Linked DNA regions of Mus musculus: region 2 is linked to region 1. The links are chromatin contacts, called in public HiChIP or PLAC-seq maps. All regions are on one chromosome and are shown on one strand. Each heading gives the region's core, a stretch centred on a gene start, on an enhancer-like site or on the middle of the called end of the contact. The rest is flanking DNA. Distances are from core to core; before and after follow the strand shown.

Region 1 (3,052 bases), core at 143-2,642:
AACCCTTCTTGTGAATTAGCCCCTTTGCCAGTGTCCAGAATGTGCTAGCACATACAAGTTTATAGTGTGTGTGACTTGCTGGGTAATGTCCTTGCCCACTTTATAATTAAGGTATTCTTCTGTTTTTCTTGTTTTTATATGTCTATATGTATAACTAAGAATATTAACCATGAATCTTCTATTTCACAATTTTTCTACTATTTGATCTTCTTTAATATTTATTTATTTAATTTTTGTGAATGAATGTTTTGTTTCTAAATATGCTTAGTATGTGTGTACCTGGTGCCCAAAGAAGTCAGAGGAAGGTTCCAAATCCCCTGGAACTGCGTAAGAGTGGTTGTGAGCTGTCCTGTGGGTTTTGGGGACCGAACCTGGGGCCTCTACAAGGACAAATGCTCTTAACCGCTGAGCTGTCTCTCCAGCCCCAGAGGTTTTGCTACATATTATTCTATGTTCTAGTATTAAAAACTGCATTGTTGTTGCTATTATTTTCAATTTTTTATTAGTTAAGCTACTAGTGATTTCTGCCTTTGATGTTATACTTAGAAAAAGTTCTTTCCCAATCAAACTTATAAATGCTAACATTTTTACTATTACTTTTAGGGCTCATATTTAAACTTGCATCTTAGCAATCTATCAGAATTTCATTTTGGTTTAAACTGTGTGATGGAGATTTATAGCTTTTATAGATGTTATATAGATAGGTTTTTTTTTTCCTCCTGACACCAAGTGCCTGGTACCACTTCAACCCCATGCTTTGGCTTCTCTGGACGCTGTCTGTCTGGATGCTAAACAGTTCACTTGGTTCTGCTGTGTCTACCTAGAGTTAGCGGTAGACCCCCCCTAGAGGGCCCCACTTCAGATGCCAGCCTTCTGATTTACCAGCTGCAAGTTGGGATTGCCATGACTCATTCTCTAGGTTTGGAAACATGTTAGAACCATGTGCAGAACCCAGGAAGCCACTTTATCTACATTTACTAATGTGTTAAGAGGGACATGACTCAGGAAACGTCAAGAAGGAAGTGCAGAGAGAGCAGGGTTTAGTGGACAGAGTGAGGAGGCTTCACACACCAGCCAAAGAGATGTTTGAACTTTCTCATTTAATGACGTTCTCGGGGTTCCATTATGTGGATATGACTGAATAAATCATTAGCCATTAGTGACTTAGACTCTAGACACTTTTCTCAAAGGTTAGGGCACAGGCTAAAAGTTCCAAACTCTGACCATGGTTTGGTCTTTTCTGAATCCTGAAGCCCACAAGAGTAGCTTCATTAAAACAAAGGGCACTCAGGAAATGCCAGGGTTTTAGGAGCTCTGTGCCAAGAATGGAGACAAAGACATCTTTCTGTAGTACCACATACATGCCATTACATATAGAAGAGTCATCTCAGTGAAATGTCACACTGATTCACCTCTGTAAACAGTGTCCTCAAAAATGCCCCTTGTATGCCTGCTTGTCACCCCTAGGCCATCACTGCTTATGGGATTTCTGTTGCCATAAATTGATTTTATCTAATTTTAAAAGATATTTGTTAGCCAGATATGGTGGTCCATTCTTTTAATCACAGCACTTGGGAAGCAGAGGCAGGCAAATGTCTGAGTTCATAGCCAACCAAGTTCAAACCAAAAGGGCTACAGGGTAAGACTTTGTATCAAAAACAAAAGATTTTAAAAGAAGATAAATGAATAAATAAATAGATATAGAGACTAAACTTTATAGGTCTGGAGCTACAAGCATTCTATCCCTAACCACCCATAGAACTACACCCCACCCCCACAGAACTATACCCCATGCCATAGAACTACACCACACCCCCATAGAACTACACCACACCCCATAGAACCACCCCCCACCCCCACAGAACTACACCATACCCCATAGAACTACACCACACCCCATAGAACTACACCACACCCCATAGAACTACACCACAATCCATAGAACCACACCCCACCCCTACAGAACTAAAATACACCCCTTAGAACTATACCACACCCCATATTACTACACCCCCCCACTGAACTACACTACACCCCCACAGAACTATACCCCATCCCCACAGTACTATACTACACCCCCATAGAACTACACCCCACTCCTTAGAACCACACCCCACCCCATAGAACTACACCCCATCCCCACAGAACTACACCACACCCCACAGAGCCACACCTGCTCCATAGAGACTAAACTCAGTTTGACTCAACTTTCCCTCCCAAATAGATCACCTCCGCTTGTCCGTCTTCTCTGTCCAGTTTCTTTCTTTCATTCTGGTCTTCTCTTTGGTACAATTTTACTTTTACCAAAGAACACCCTTCTTCCCGCTGTTAGTCACTTTGACATGTGTAAAACTCCTGCTAAGTTCAGAATTCTGTGCTGAGGACTGGAGAGATGGCTTAGCAGTTAAGAGTACTTGCTATTCTTCTTCCAGAGGACCCAATCTTAAATTAAATAAATAAATAAATAAATAAATAAATAAATAAATAAATAAATAAATAAATAAATAAATAAAATGAATTTTTTTAGAAACAGAGAAGGAGGGAGGGGAAATCCTTATAAAAATAATTTGGCTGATAATTTCTGTTCGGCACTTAAGAGCCAGTGAGATTATTTTCACTTGTTACTTTTGACAAGTGTTCTTTGAGGCTGGGTGTGGTGGTGCACGCCTTTAATTCCAGCACTCCTGAGGTGGAGGCAGGTGGCAGGTGGCAGGAGGCAGGTGGAGGCAGGTGGCAGGAGGCAGGTGGATTTCTGTGAGTTTGAGGCCAGCCTGGTCTACACAGCCAGTTTCAGGCCAGTTTGGTCATCATAGAGAGAGACTCTGCCTCTAATCCAGAAAAGGTCTTTTCTCACTATAATTGTTTGTTATTTGAAGGCAACCTTCTAGTGTTTTTTATCTAATACAGACTATCTAATAGTCTGGCTCAGATTCTCTCCATCTAATTTCTGATTCCTTTCCAGTTTCCTTCTATTGATTGATTGATTGATTGAATGACTGGCTGACTGACTGACTGACTGACTGACTGACTGAAACAGAGTCTCACCATGTAT
Region 2 (3,138 bases), core at 417-2,916, 180 kb before region 1:
AGGTAACTATGGTTTCTATTACACCAAAGTACACGCTGGCAGCAGAACTCGTTATCTATGGCTTTCCTTAGCTCTTTTCACCCTATCTCCAAACTGCTCCAGCTCAGGGCTTCCCTTCCCTTCTCCAGCTTCTGACTCCTATACTATATAACCCAGCCATTTTGGCCATGAGCTTTCTTGGTTCTCTTGACTCTGGCTCTGGCTCTGGTTCTCTCTCTCTCTCTCTCTCTCTCTCTCTCTCTCTCTCTCTCTCTCTCTCTCTCTCTCTCTCTCTCTCTCTCTCCATCTCTCACTCTCCCTCCCCTCCTCTCCCTTCATAGCCCTGTTCAGTCTGCTGTTTAGCTTGCTCTATTTTCTTCCTGCACTAGACCCTTCCAGATGCCTCTGGCTGTGTTCTCCCTCACACACAGAGTAGGAACTGCCTCAGCCATTCCTTGGAGTGGTCATGTGTTGTGTCCGGCCAGCAGACCACAACCTGGGTTCTAGCCTGGAAAGGCATTTTGGAAACCTGGAAGAGAAGAGGGGCTAGGTGGCGAGAGAAAAGAATGTAGCCAAGACAGTTACTCTGATCAAGGCTCAAATTTTATTGTTGCGACACTAGTTATGAAGGAAGGGGGAGGGGACCCGATTCCCGCGGAATAATCTCTGGTCCAGTAGAAAGGTGCACGTGTGTGGCTCCGCAGGTTCCAGCAGTGGGCGTGGCAGAACGAATGAGCAGGAAGCTCCACCCCTGAGCAAGCAGGTTTCAGGCTAGGGGAGGGGAGACTGCAGTCATGTGCTGATTTCATTCAGTTACCACATCCTGACCAAATGAGGTGAGAAAGTGGTCTTCTTGTTTCTCCTACACTGCTCTAAGAAGTCTCTTGTCATTTCTTTGGTCCTCACGTGTAGGTAATATGCTTACAGTAAACTGTGTGTATTTCCACCACACACTTGACACACGGTATCACAATGAACATTATGACTATTTCTCTAGTGCTTTGTAAACTCTGAGAGCAGGGCTGTCTTTATTCTATCTCTCTCAGGAACAAAGGAATCTCCGAAAGGAACAAAGCTGGGGTCCTACACAGAAGCGCGCGGGGGCAAGGCAAGTTAGTGCAGCTCTTAGGGAACTGTGTGACGATCTTCATTTTCCTTCTCACTGGAATTCTCTGTTTGGGGCAGGACAGATTATCTTGGGAAGAAAACTGTCCCAGCAGACATTCCCCTCTGAATTGAGCAAGGTCCGCTGTAATCTCATAAGAATCTGTTTTTGCTATGGAAGCACTCTATCAATAACCCAGGACAGTAATCCCAGCAGGTAGGAGGTAGAGGCAGGAGGATCAGGAAATAATGGACATTTCTAGAGTGGTAAAGGCCAACCTGGGCTACATGAGACTTCTTTTTTTATTAATTACATACAAATGACTTAAGCTATTTGGGTTATAGATCAAGAAGCTACAAATCTGGTGCAACCATCTTAAATTTACAGGAAACACTTTTGTTTTTATTGCTCTAATTTCCCGACTTTGCAGGATTTTACCGGTCGGGAGAAGCAGGGACTACAATTCCCATAAAACCTCTGGGTACTGGGTAACGCCTGCCAGACGCAACCGGACTGCGTTTCCTAGCGAGCCTCCTGACGCGGCGTTTGCGTGGTCCGACCGGAAATTCGGTTGTTAGATCAAGCGGTGGTACAGCAGGCTGCGCAGCAAGTACAAAGGTACCACCCTAGGGTTCGGAGAGACGATAGGGCTCTGACTCAGCCAAAAGGACCAAGTTGTACATTTTCCATTTTTCAGCTCCCAGCCATGCTTTCCCAGTGCCCTTAGTGCCTAGCGCTCTGGCCGCTCAATCGCCTTTGTCTCTCCGCTACCGGCGTAGAAGCCGCGTTAACCCGCCACGCAGAGTAGAGGCGGTTCCAGGGTGTGCTTGTCTGGGGTGCGTGGGCAGGGTGTGTGGACTCAGTCCCGTGTCCTTCGTTTCTCCGCAGCGAATGCTAAGTGCGCGATCGGCCCAGTGCATGGTCTCCATGGCCACGCGCTCGTGTGTATCGCGGGGCAGCGCGGGATCTGCGGCTGCAGGACCAGTGGAAGCCGCTATTCGCGCCAAATTGGAGCAAGCCCTGAGCCCCGAGGTACTGGAGCTGCGCAACGAGAGCGGTGGCCACGCAGTCCCAGCAGGCAGCGAGACGCATTTTCGCGTGGCGGTGGTGAGCTCTCGTTTCGAGGGGATGAGCCCCTTGCAACGGCACCGGTTGGTCCACGAGGCACTGTCGGAGGAGCTGGCTGGACCGGTACATGCCCTGGCCATCCAGGCGAAGACCCCCGCCCAGTGGAGAGAAAACCCACAGTTGGACATTAGTCCCCCCTGCCTAGGTGGGAGCAAGAAAACTCGAGGGACCTCTTAATAAATACCTGGATTGGGAGAACGATCCGAATGGGTCGACTGAGAATAAACTACTACATCACTACTACCTTATTCCTTGATTTGTACGGACCAGGAGCTCTGCCTTTTCTGCTAATGAACACCATGCAGAGGCAAAGACACCTCTGGTGAAAGCTAAGCTAGCCCAGGGAGAGAGCAGCCACTCCCTCCCTCTTGCCCTTGCCTGGGCTAGACTAGAGAAAGGTCCTGATGAATCGGAAAGGGCCATGATAATAAAAGAGAAGCTGGTGCATGAGGTCAAACGGTGCTCTTAATACCTGTTAAATTGGAGCTACACATCATTAGTGCATATGGGGGCTGGGGGAGGTTGCATAACACCACTGCGCACTTGGGTGTCAGAGAGTAATTTTCGGAGTTACTCCTCCCCCAGTTGCATGGTTCTGGAATTGAACTCAGAGAGGCCATCAGGTTTACACAGCTGTTAGGTCCCTACAGACGTTCTTATGAGAAGAAAATTACCTGTAGGCTAGAGAAGGGATTTGTGAGGAAGTGAACTATCTGGGTTTTGCAAGGATACCAAAATTAACCCGGAAAAGAGGGAATTCCTGCATTTGAAGCAGGAAAAGAACCGAAATAAACATTGGCTAGGTTTGGGGAATGGAGATGGCTCAGTGGTTAAGAGTACTGACTGCTCTTCCGAAAGTCCTGAGTTCAGTTCCCAGCAATCATATGGTGGCTCACAACAATCCGTGATGAGATGTGGCGCCCCCT

What was found. HiChIP or PLAC-seq counts read pairs in DNA pulled down with a chosen protein or histone mark.
Region 2: a FOXA1 HiChIP or PLAC-seq map of pancreatic cancer cells shows a contact between it and region 1. The contact joins the promoter of Bola1 here to the enhancer-like site in region 1. A contact is called at or near these places in 1 of 39 promoter capture datasets (the C10 cell line), 2 of 115 datasets of contacts at active chromatin or transcription factors (bone marrow-derived macrophages and pancreatic cancer cells) and 2 of 9 other capture datasets (liver and pancreatic islet).

The regions. Positions count from the first base shown.
Region 1 is chr3:96,015,526-96,018,577 of GRCm38.p6, reverse strand. All of the region lies in intron 14 of Vps45 (vacuolar protein sorting 45), which reads left to right. Among named protein-coding and RNA genes, the nearest start is that of Plekho1, 21 kb to the right of the region's middle. Within about 2 kb of position 1,392, at least 41 of the 459 cell types and tissues checked have an H3K27ac peak or open chromatin away from gene starts, as enhancers often do. A contact at or near this core is called in bone marrow-derived macrophages and pancreatic cancer cells, where this site is marked.
Region 2 is chr3:96,196,114-96,199,251 of GRCm38.p6, reverse strand. Bola1 (bolA-like 1 (E. coli)) reads left to right here and starts at 1,666. Exons shown (of 2, transcript NM_026975.2): 1 at 1,666-1,702; 2 at 1,973-2,664. The coding sequence starts at 1,976. The coding sequence ends at 2,389.